4 separate regions of the Rattus norvegicus genome follow, and all the other regions are linked to region 2. The links are chromatin contacts, called in public Hi-C maps. All regions are on one chromosome and are shown on one strand. Each heading gives the region's core, a stretch centred on a gene start, on an enhancer-like site or on the middle of the called end of the contact. The rest is flanking DNA. Distances are from core to core; before and after follow the strand shown. Region 1 has its middle 32 kb from the start of Irf2bp2. Region 2 has its middle 33 kb from the start of Tomm20. Region 3 has its middle 22 kb from the start of Tarbp1. Region 4 has its middle 81 kb from the start of Irf2bp2.

Region 1 (2,700 bases), core at 69-2,568, 310 kb before region 2:
ACTAGACACCTTTGTTCTTCCCACTGTGGCCACAAAGAATAAAGCTCCTTTCTCTGTTTTCCTTACTATTTCTTTACCTGGGAAGGAATAGGCCTGGCTAACTTTTTTTGGCGGCCAGGACTCAGGCTTTGACAATCCCCACCCCACTCCCATCCCCAGCTACCCCATAACATTCTCCCTGAAGTTTCTCTCACACAGCCACCCACCTGCTGTTTGCCAGCCACCCTTCCCCTTCTTTCTTCGGCTGGGAGGAGTCAGAAGCGAGCAGCCCTTGAGTCAAGCTCCCTCAAGGGCTTCCACTCCTGATTTGCTGTGAGCATGGACAGGTCCCCTGCCAACCGGAACTTCTGCCGCAGCGGCTTTCTACACTCCACAGGTGGAGTCCTCTGTATAAGGTGTCCACACTCGTCCCTTCACACATTTCACTCTCAAAAGGGACAGGGGCATTTCAGCAATTCCCCTGTGGCTGGGGGTAGGGGCTTAGACAAGCCAAGGCCCCAACAAGTCCAGTATGTGTGATCCCTGCCAGGATCCTGAGACCCCAGAGAGACATGAGAATAGGTGTGGGTATCCCCCAGCTTCCTAGCCCACAAAGTACAAAACTTTACTAGATACAGCCTCTGTGAGGAGTAAGAAGAGGTTGGTACCATCATGTGGCTGTAACCTGCACGCTGTAAGAATCGGACACAACCGTCGGCAACTCGATGGCCTGGGAGATGGGTACAAAGTGAGGCAAAGCTGTCCCTGTCATTGGCAAAGTTCCGTTGTTATCCCAAGCCCTGGTCTTAAGCATCGTGTCTTGCTCTGCCCTTCGAAGGTTAAGTTGAACCTGAGTTGTAAGAACATGCCTGTTTCTAATACCTAAAGAAACATCTGGCCAGTTTATTAAAATTAGGCCAATAAGGCCCCAATACAACTCCAAGAAAGCTGAAAATAGGGTTGGGGTGTCCACAAGTAAGACCTACATCTGGTCCTGTAACTTCTGGGCCATAGAGTCTGTGTCCTTTCTCTGGGAGGACTAACCAGAGACACTTAAGAGGACAGAGGACAAAGTACAACCAGGATCAGGGATCACTATCCAGGCAAACGGCCAGCCAGCGTGCAGTGTCCATGCAGCATCGGCCAAGGTGGGTGACTGAAGTTCAGAATGTGACCAGGATTGAGGATAGATATCCGGACAAACCTAGAGAGCCAGTGTGCGGCATGCAACCAGGACCAAGGGTCAGTGTCCAGGCAAACAGAGACTAGCCATGTGCAATGTGTAATCCAAACTGGGAGTCAGCAGAATCAGAGCCAGAGCCAGAGTCACCCATGCTTGGCTGAGAAACCAGATACCAGCTCCGGGCAGGAACTCACCCTGGAGAAGCTGTTGCCTCATTCTTCAGGCCCTTAGCTCCTGCCTGCCTACAAAAACCAAGCCAAACAGGATTTGGGGTGGGGCCAGGCTGATCAGTCAAACGTCACCATCCAGGTGACAGCCTCTGGGCAGAACCCAAGGGGTCTGCAGGTTTTTTTTACTGCCCTCTGCATCCTACTGGAAGATGGGCAGATTTCCCGGCGGCCACTGAGCATAAGTCTTCAGTAGAGGCTTCACCTCAGACCAGCAGGTGTTCGAGAGGAAGTGGAGCAGTTCCATGTCTTTCTGGGAATCGAGGAAAGGTTTGGCTGCAACTGTACCCCAGTTGACAGGGTCACAGGGACAATCTGAGGCATATCCCTGGGATCTGTGGCCTTTGGCCCCAGGCAGCCCACCCACAGTCTGCAGGTATGTAGGGGGAGGTGAGGGAGAAGAACAGGAAACCCCGTGAGAAACAGACACAGAAACACATGGGCACTTTGCCATGTCACTGGCTGGGTCACATGGGTCACCTCTGACTGCCCTGCTCTGTGCATTGTCAGCATTGAACACATGATGTGACCACACCCACGGTCTCCACAATGCAGCCATTTGGAAGGATGTGCTTGTGTTTCTTGTTGCCATGACAAAATCTTGGACAAAAGCAACTTGAAGCAAGAGTCTGGCCTTCACGGTGGGGACCGTATGGGGGGGGGAGTTCAGGGTGGCAGAAGGCTGTGATAGAACTGACCTGACCATCAAACATGAAATGGGAAGGACACCATAGCTCCTCAGGGAAGCAGGACCTTGTTAGGACCCTCTCTCCGGTGACTTCCTTCCTTCCTGTAGCTAAGCTCCAGCTCTTAAAGGTTCCATGTTTTCCTCAAACATTTTTACCCCACAAGCCTGTGACAGACATTTTGCATTTAAAGTCACAGTCGAGTAGATCAACCTTAGGCAGAAACAATTTCTCCTTCCCCAGCAACTACAGTACTGCAGATCCAGGGGAACCGGAGAGGAGGATGACAAGAGTCAGGGGTGAGGGGAGGCCAGAGCTGGCCTGTCTTCCCTAGATGAGGAGTGTCTGTGGTAGCTGGAGATCCTGGAGTGCCGTTGTTTTCATAGGGACAGCCCCTCCTTCAACCCCGTGGTTGAGGATGCAACAGTTGGCCGGCCCATGTATCACTTTGATTTTTTTACTCCCACCCCTCACCCTGTCCCACACGAGCAGTTCAGTAGATGCTCTGCTTCCAGGGTTTTAAAAAGGTAAAAACTGTTGGCTGGCGGGGAAGGGGGAGCCAGCCTAGAGGAGATGCCCCCAGCATCTGGTTTTACAAGTCTGGGATCTCCTTTCAACCCTCTTA
Region 2 (2,700 bases), core at 73-2,572:
CTGTGCCTACCTATGTATGTGAGCACAGGCTGTGTGCAAGTGCAGCACGTGCGAGTGTGGTGTGTGTGTGTGTGTGTGTGTGTGTGTGTGTGTGTGTGTACGGTGCGTGCAACTGTGATCATTCGTCTGTGAAGAAACCACAGGAGGACACCAGGTTTCCTGCTCTCTTGCTCTTCACCTTCCCCTCTTGACAGGATCTGTCTTCAGAGCTAGGCAGGCAGCCGGCCTACAAGCTCGAGACTTCCTTCTGCCTCAGCCTTCCACCACAACAGGGTTATAGCCATGCATAATCACCCATGGCTTTTTAAGTGGGTAAGTGGGACTCAAACTCAGGCCCTCTTACACAGCAGCTCTCTCATCCACTGAGCCATCTCTCCAGGCCAGTCTTATTCATCTGTATCATCCTTAGGGTGTGTGCTACTCTCCAAAACGATTGCGTCATAATTTTACCTCAACTTGGTCTCCAGTGACCACTGTATTGGCAAAGCCACATGTGGCCCCACTCACTGCTGGGTTCCCATGCCTGTAATCATTCCTTAGACAGGTTGAGGCCCTCAAAACGTCACTATTAACACCACACACACACACACACACACACACAGGAGCTTCAAGAAAACAAGGAGGACAGGGTACCCTGACGTCACCTTGATGTCAACACCAAGGGCTAAAGGGCTCAGAAAGAGTTTCTGAGGCCTCCTGGCACAAAGGGAGGTGCCATGTCTCTCCCACCTCTAGCCTCCTTCCTCATACAACCTGTCCATGCTTCAGGAACTGATGACTGGTCCCCATTCACCCTGTTCTCCCTGCAGTAACTGGTGACTGGGCACAGTTGGCCCCAGCCCTCTGCACTGCAGAGCCTAGGGCGGGACAGTGCCTTCTCCCTCTCTTGGCCTCCCCACCATGCCAAGCAAGCTTTCCAATTTCCCCATCTGAAAGACAGGGACAAAGACTGTCTTGTCTCCCCACCTACTTCTCACGGTGTGAGGAAACAACTGTTTGCTCGGAAAACACTTTGAGAAACTTGGGGAAAGGTGCTCAAGGCTCAGATGACGCCTGCTACATCTGATCCGGGCCAGAGAAGGCCAGGCCAACCAGCCCTACAGTTACCACCGCCTGCCCCCAGGGAGGTGCAACATCTTCTCCGGTGTCCCTGAGCCATTGGCTGGGCTCTCATCCCAGAATCTGGCCATGGGCTGTGCATGCGTACACACTCTCCACAGAAAGTGTGCTCTCCACAGAAAGCATGCTCTCCACAGCTGGACAGTGATCCCCAAATAACCAGCCTTGCTTTTAACTGAGGAGAGGAGCTTCAGGCGGATTGACCCGCCAGCGCCTCTCACACGCATGAGGGCCTACGGTTGCGTGCCAGGCTCTCCAGCAGGGATCTGGCAACAGAGGCATTGGTCTTGGCTGCCAGCCTGGGACAGACAGATCTGACCTGCAGGTACACAGGAGCCCCTCACAGAGCCATGGCTCAGAGCCAGCAGTAATGGCATTGGTCACCTCTTTATTACTTCAACCATACTCTGGCCCCAAGGGAAGCTGGCCTCAGCATGAACCACACGTATTCCAGGGCTATGCGACACTGCCAAAGTCAAGAACACTAGGAGAACTGAGGCTCAGGCAGCTGTGTGGGCTGAAAGGCATACCTGCCCCTTGGTCCTTGGTACTGCTTCGAAATAGAAATCACTCCCGAAGGTGGCGTGGACACACGGTCAGCAGACAGCAAAAACGGACCAGCATGCATTTCATCTGAACTTCAGGATAGGGAGAGCAGCAACCAGCTCAGCCTCTTACTAATCATATTTACTGTCAAATGAAAAAGGGGAGGGGCCTTCCGAAGATGGTTCAGGAAAACATCCTTCATTGTGACGACAGTAAAGGGAGTCTGTGGCATTGTCACCACCTGGCAGAGGTGCAGATGGCCACTGATAAACGCTGGCCCCGTGTCTCTTCAAGTTGGTGCCTGAGTCGCATGCAAGCCACCACCGATAGAAAGTGCCTCCCTCCCCCAACAGAGAGAACAGACTCTGGCCTCGGAGCCTGGTTGAGTACAGTGTCCTGCACAGGGGTGGTGACAGCCTCTGCTGTCATCAAAGGAAATGTTCTCTGCCTCTGTCCTGCCAGACACGTTGTTAATAACAGTCCCTCAAAATGTAACAAGTCACACACAAACACCTAGAAGCCCCAGATAGTCATCCCCGTGCCAACAAATATGTCTGTCTATTCGCAGGTGGACTGGGCTCTCACACCCGTGAGGACACGCATATCTGTCACTGTCGGTTTGGTGCACACAGCTGTCTCAAAGCCCCCACTGCCCTTTCCTATGACCTATGCCTCTCCTACACATCCACCAGGAGGGGCATCCTGAGCCCACCATCCAGAATGAGCTTCTCCATCTAAAGGCTTTTGTTTTGTTTCTTTCAGGAAGGCATCTCTGGCTTGGAAAAGGAAGGGGAGGGGAATTTTAAAAATTCAAGTTCATTTCCTGAGTCTTTCCAAATTCTCAGAAGCTGTGCCCAGAGGACAGAGAGGTCTCAGGCAGACCGTGCGTGCAGAATGGAAACTAAGTGCCTGTCCCCCAACACCCGCTCTGTTTGAGCCATCTGCTGCAAAGCTGACTTAGCAATCTGACAGCACTGAGGGGCTCAGACAGCAGTGTCTGTCTCTTCTCATCCAACCCCACCCCATCCTTTTAAA
Region 3 (2,700 bases), core at 73-2,572, 430 kb before region 2:
GGAGGATCTGTCCTATTCCGACATGACTGATGTCCTTGTAAGAAGTAGAGTAGGGTACAGTCAGCCGCAGAGGAAAGACCATTGAGGACACAGGGAGATAACAGCTGTGTAGTGCCCTTGGGAGGCCTTAAGGACACCAACTCTAAGAAGACCTTGACCTCAGACTTCTAGCCCCAGAACTAAGAAAATATTAATTAAGCCAATCATGGTGTGGGACGTTACTGTCACAGCCAGAGCCGTCTTCCTGTTCTGAAAAGACAGCAACATGGTCACATGTTGGACGAGTCGGATAGACCGGTGTTCCCTAACATTTTATCAAGTGCAGTGTCTTTAATGTGGGGGTGGGGTGAGGGGTGGGAGTGGGGGGGGTTGGAGTGGGATGGTGGGGTTCAACGCTGTGATGGTCTGCATATGCTCAGCCCAGGGAGTGGCACTATTAGGAGGTGTGGCCTTGCTAGAGTGGGTGTGGCCTTGCTGGAGTGGGTGTGGCCTTGCTGGAGTGGGTGTGATCTTGTTGGAGTGGGTGTGGCCTTGTTGGAGTGGGTGTGTCACTGTGGGTGTGGGCTTTAAGACCCTCATCCTAGCTGCCTATAAGCCAGTATTCTGCTAGCAGCCTCCAGATGAAGATGTAGAACTCTCAGCTTCTCCTGCACCATGCCTGCCTGGATGCTGCCATGTTCCCACCTTGATGGTAATGGACTGAACCTCTGAACCTGTAAGCCGGCCCCAATTAAATGTTGTCCTTTATGAACTTACATTGATCATAGTGTCTGTTCACAGCAATAAGACCCTAACTAAGACAGACGTCAAACACACTTCAGTGCCTAGACACCCACAGCCCCTCAGGGTGTCAGAGGCTCTTGAGATGCCCTGTGATCTGGTCTATCAGCATGAACACCCGTGAGGCTGGTGTTCTGAGGGTGCAAACACGTCCACAGATGGAGCTTGGAAAGTGTGGGGTTCAGCAGACTGGAGAAGAACGTATTGTGTTTCAGGCAGGGGCGAGACAGGGACTCCTTTGCTTTGAGTACTTGAAGTCATTGAAGTCATTGTATGGTTCAAGGAGGATGGGAGACTGTGAGTATACAGAGGTAGAATGAAGAGTGGGAGTGGGCATATCTGGCCTCCTCATCTTCCAAAAGCCCAAAAGAGTCCCCTCTCAGTGCTCCATTATTAAGAAAAAGGCCCGGATGGTACCTGCAATGTTAACCTATGGCCACCAGATGGCACTCTGCCTCCGCTGTGCAGGCTCACAGCCCAGGGCCTCAGGAAATGTGTCACTGTGCCTCCCTTGCCCAATACTCCCCCTCCTCCCGCAGCAGTCCAGCGTCTACACCACAGGAAGCTCATCTTTAGAGAGATGTGTGAAACTCCACACCGTATGGCTTAGCTCTGTCCCCTTTTCCTCCTGGGGACACATCAGCAAGATCTCACCTACCCTGAAGAGGTCCTTAGCCAGAAGAATCCTCCACCCGCTCCCGTGCCTGCGTCCTGGCTGGACACTGAGCTTCCATTTTGAAACCTGCTGTCCTGGAGAAGCACAACCGATGGAAGAGAAGCATATTCCAGAACTATGTATTAATAGGTCTGCACCCGTGGTGCGAAGGCAGTCCTACAAATCCGGTTACCCTGGCATTTAGACCACTTACAGTGCGGGTGTAAGACTCTGACGTAATCCCCAACCTCGGGCCTGGAGAATTAATGAGGTGCTCGTGCCATTGAGCCGTGGAAGAAAGACTTGCACTGGGGTGGGTGGTTTCTGCTTGCCCAGAGTGGTGGAATGAGCCATGGGGCTGGAGGCCAAAGGACTCGGGCCACCCATGCAGGGAAATAACTCCCAGAGACCCATCGCAGGCATGGAATGGGCACGGAACGGTCGCTCCCTCTGAAGCTTGCCTCCCAGCCCTGCACATCTGAGACTTGGGGTCCATCCCATAGGAGCCAGGCCGTGACCAAAATCTGGCAGTTGGAAATCTACTCTTGTCAAGCTCTGGCTTTCAGGCAGAGAGCCCTGTCCTCGCTTACAGCTCCAAAAGCAATGAATAATTAATCATTGCATTCTTGAATGGAGAGGACATTTCAATGGATGAGTGACACTTTCAATAGGGTTCTCTGATGGTTGCTGTTGGTTCCTTCTGTCTGCAGCAGAACCCCAGGAGTGAAAGGCAGAGCAGACAGAGGCAACATTGTGTTTATTATGGGCTGTGCTTTTGACCCATCAGAAACTCGAGTGGATGGAGAGCAGCTGGATCGGATATTTACCTTGGCACCTGCCCGGCACCAGGCACTCTCTCCCATATGTTATATAAGTACTTTCTTACTCCATACTCGGGGCAACTGCTTGGCTTGTTGGCTTTGAGCTCCGTTGTGTGAGTGTACATGTGCATATGTACGTATGGGTGCATCTGTGTTTGCTTGAGTGTGTATACATATGTGTGAAAGGCCAGAAGACAATCTTAGGTGTTTGGTTTTTTTTTTTTTGGTTTTTTTTTTGTTTTTTTTTTTTGTTTTTGTTTTTGTTTTTGTTTTTTGAGCTGGGGACCGAACCCAGGGCCTTGCACTTGCTAGGCAAGCGCTCTATCACTGAGCCAAATCCCCAACCCCTAGGTGTCCTTTCTTAAATACTGTCTTTTTTTTTTTTTTTTTTTTGGAGAGACTCTGGTTTGAACTCACCAAGTAGACTAGACTGACTGGCCAGTG
Region 4 (2,700 bases), core at 158-2,657, 260 kb before region 2:
TTACCTAATGTATGTGTGTAATAGGTGTTCATTTATTTCTGGATCAGGGCTCCTCATATACCTCAGGCTTGAACTATATAGCCCATTGCTGTCAAAACCACAGCAATCCCCATGTCTCAGTCTCCTAAGGATTAGTATCACAGGTGAATACCAGCGTGCCTAGCTCAGCCAGCTGTCTTAACTTCCCGAAGACTGGAGTAGAGGTAGGTGGGGAGACCAGCCAATGAAGGTGCTGGTCAGGATCCTGCCAGCTGGACTGAGAGGCACTTATCACAAGGAATGCATCAAGCAGCAGCTCAGGGATGGAGGAGAGGATGGGGGAGGGTTTCTTCCCATCTGCCTCTGGCCTCAGGCTCACTTCTGTTTCTTGGACTACCAAAGAAAAGACCTCCATTTCTTTTTAGACGGGCTTTATGCAGTCTCAGTCTCTCTCCCCTCCCCAGCACCCCCAACCCCCCAACCCCATTCATAGAGTCGACCAGCCAGCCATGGCCAACCTGCCCTTACATAAGACAGAACATTATATAGAATCCTTCTGAGCTGAAGAGGCTGCAAGGGGAGGGGGTGGGAAGCAGTCATTTGTTTGTTGGTTCAGGACAGGACTGTCTACTTCAGAAGTCTCCAGGCTTGTTATCCCAGCTACGCCGAGGAAGCAGAATTGCACGTTTCCAAAGCCAGCCGGGGAAACAGAATGAGGTGAAAGCCTGTCTAGACAGCCCAATGAGACTCTTTCTCCAAATAAAAAGTAAGGAGTCTGCTGAGGATATAGCTCTGGGATGGAATGCTTCCGAGAGGGCACAAAGCCCTGTACCATCCCCGGCACAAGAGTGACAATAAACTTCACCAGAATTCAGAAAAGACATGAAAGTAAGACGATGCTCGAAAGGTGTGCCAAATGGATGGGGCTAGCCTGGGCTACAACCCAAATGCCCATCTCCCATCTCAAAGGAAAGAAATTAAGACCAACAAACAGACATCGACAGATTGCCCAGCAAGGGAACAAGGAAATACGATGATGCTTAAGAGATGTGCCAAATGGATCGGGCTAGCCTGGGCTACAAACCAAGTGACCTCTCCCATCTCAAAGGAAATTAAGGCCAACAATAGAACTTGACAGATTTCCCAACAAGGACAGTGGCCTTCCACCGACAACCACTGTACTGGTAGATTATGTCGTATCCCTTTAATAGTGCTATAGGGGCACCTGCTTACAGACGGAGAAGGAAGCTTGGAGTGAATGTCTGGCCCTGGCCAGCCGTCCTCAGCCAGCAATGGGCCTGCTGAGTCCATTTCAACTGAAATGAGATCAATAGGACTCATTTTTTTCTCCTGCTGGCTCCCGAGTGATTCATGAATCAGAAAACTAGTTCATGAATCAGAGTGGGGCGGGGAGAGGGGGGACCATTTGTGCAGTCGGCAAACCTCCATTTCTTTCACGAACCTAGCTGTGAGTTGCATAACACTGCCTGGCACTTGCTAGTTGAAACCAGTCTTTTTCGGAAGCTGCTTTACTCACCTATTTTCCTTCTGGAAAGGGGAGGGAACGCCGTGTGTGTGTACCGACTGTGTGTACTGACTGTGTGTCCAGCCGTCTTGGTAACATTTCCATGACAGAGGACGAGTATGTGAGTCTGCATGTGTGAGTGTGTAACAGACAGCCTTTGACCGGCCTTGGGGCCCCTTTAAACCTGAACGAGAGCCAAGTTCTTCTCTCCGTGGAGCTGCTGAAGGAAGCTTGAGATGGGGCAGTTGGAACGCATATCTCTGCAAGGGCTGATTACAGCCTACTAAGGAAAATGAGATTTTTATCTCACAGGAATTCAGTTATAAAAATAAAATACAGCGTCTGGCTTGATTCAGCTAAATGCACAAGTGCCTGGGTGTTTTTAATTTAGTAAGAAAAAAAAAAAGAAAAGAAAGTCCCGGATGATGACCTAAAACACTGCATTTAAAGAGGGAAAAAAAGGGGAGGGAGGGGAGAGGAAGGCTGCAGGAAGTGTGTGTGTGTGTGTGTGTGTGTGTGTGTGTGAGAGAGAGAGAGAGAGAGAGAGAGAGAGAGAGAGAGAGGCAGGCAGGGAGAGAGTCATGGAAGACTGGGGTGGAGGGGGCGGGACAGTGAGAAGCCACCCTGCTGGCACTTGAATGCAGAGGGTGATGTCACCAGAGCAGTTGGAGCGCAGGGGAGAAAAACAACTCTGAAGCAGTGCTAATCCCCGTTTGCTGCCCTGAAGGGAATGGACGGTGGCCAAGGCAGGGAGTTATGGGAAACCATATAAGGGTGCCAAGCAAGCTTTGCCGCCAACATTAGGAACTGACAGCTTTGTTCTCTGTCACTTGGCCGCCGGCCAGAGGCCTCATTTCAGCTCAGCAGCGTGACTACCCTGGCCGGCTGCCAGCCCTGTGCTCAGAGCCCTTTCCTCCCAGGGCTCTGCTTTTTCCCTCCTCCGTCCCTTTGCCAAACATGCAGCGGTTACTATGGCAGTGGAAAGGAAAGTTAAACACACACACACACACACACACACACACACACACACCCCAAAGTAGAGGCACGCCTTGATCCAGATGCACAGGCAGGCAGGCAGCTGTAAGCAGAGAGAAAGGCAGTTAACCTACCCAGTGGGGCCTGCAGGAAGGAGGAAGACACCTCACTGTGAGCTGTGGCCGGCTGCTGCTGCCGCCGCTGCTGTCACTGGGGACAGA

What was found. A called contact is a pair of places that touch in the nucleus more often than the background predicts.
Region 1: a contact with region 2 is called in a Hi-C map of liver, with 2.3 times the contacts expected there. The contact joins two enhancer-like sites. A contact is called at or near these places in 2 of 12 Hi-C or Micro-C datasets (kidney and liver).
Region 3: a contact with region 2 is called in a Hi-C map of liver, with 4 times the contacts expected there. The contact joins two enhancer-like sites. A contact is called at or near these places in 11 of 12 Hi-C or Micro-C datasets (the A7r5 cell line, the Rat2 cell line, Schwann cells and 6 more) and 1 of 1 datasets of contacts at active chromatin or transcription factors (oligodendrocytes).
Region 4: a contact with region 2 is called in a Hi-C map of liver, with 4 times the contacts expected there. The contact joins two enhancer-like sites. A contact is called at or near these places in 10 of 12 Hi-C or Micro-C datasets (the A7r5 cell line, the Rat2 cell line, Schwann cells and 5 more) and 1 of 1 datasets of contacts at active chromatin or transcription factors (oligodendrocytes).

Annotation. Positions count from the first base shown.
Region 1 is chr19:71,493,148-71,495,847 of GRCr8, forward strand. No RefSeq gene overlaps it. Among named protein-coding and RNA genes, the nearest start is that of Irf2bp2, 32 kb to the left of the region's middle. Within about 2 kb of position 1,319, at least 24 of the 93 cell types and tissues checked have an H3K27ac peak or open chromatin away from gene starts, as enhancers often do. A contact at or near this core is called in kidney and liver, where this site is marked.
Region 2 is chr19:71,798,244-71,800,943 of GRCr8, forward strand. No RefSeq gene overlaps it. Among named protein-coding and RNA genes, the nearest start is that of Tomm20, 33 kb to the right of the region's middle. Within about 2 kb of position 1,323, at least 37 of the 93 cell types and tissues checked have an H3K27ac peak or open chromatin away from gene starts, as enhancers often do. A contact at or near this core is called in hepatocytes, kidney and liver, where this site is marked.
Region 3 is chr19:71,366,894-71,369,593 of GRCr8, forward strand. No RefSeq gene overlaps it. Among named protein-coding and RNA genes, the nearest start is that of Tarbp1, 22 kb to the left of the region's middle. Within about 2 kb of position 1,323, at least 79 of the 93 cell types and tissues checked have an H3K27ac peak or open chromatin away from gene starts, as enhancers often do. A contact at or near this core is called in hepatocytes, kidney and liver, where this site is marked.
Region 4 is chr19:71,541,649-71,544,348 of GRCr8, forward strand. No RefSeq gene overlaps it. Among named protein-coding and RNA genes, the nearest start is that of Irf2bp2, 81 kb to the left of the region's middle. Within about 2 kb of position 1,408, at least 88 of the 93 cell types and tissues checked have an H3K27ac peak or open chromatin away from gene starts, as enhancers often do. A contact at or near this core is called in hepatocytes, kidney and liver, where this site is marked.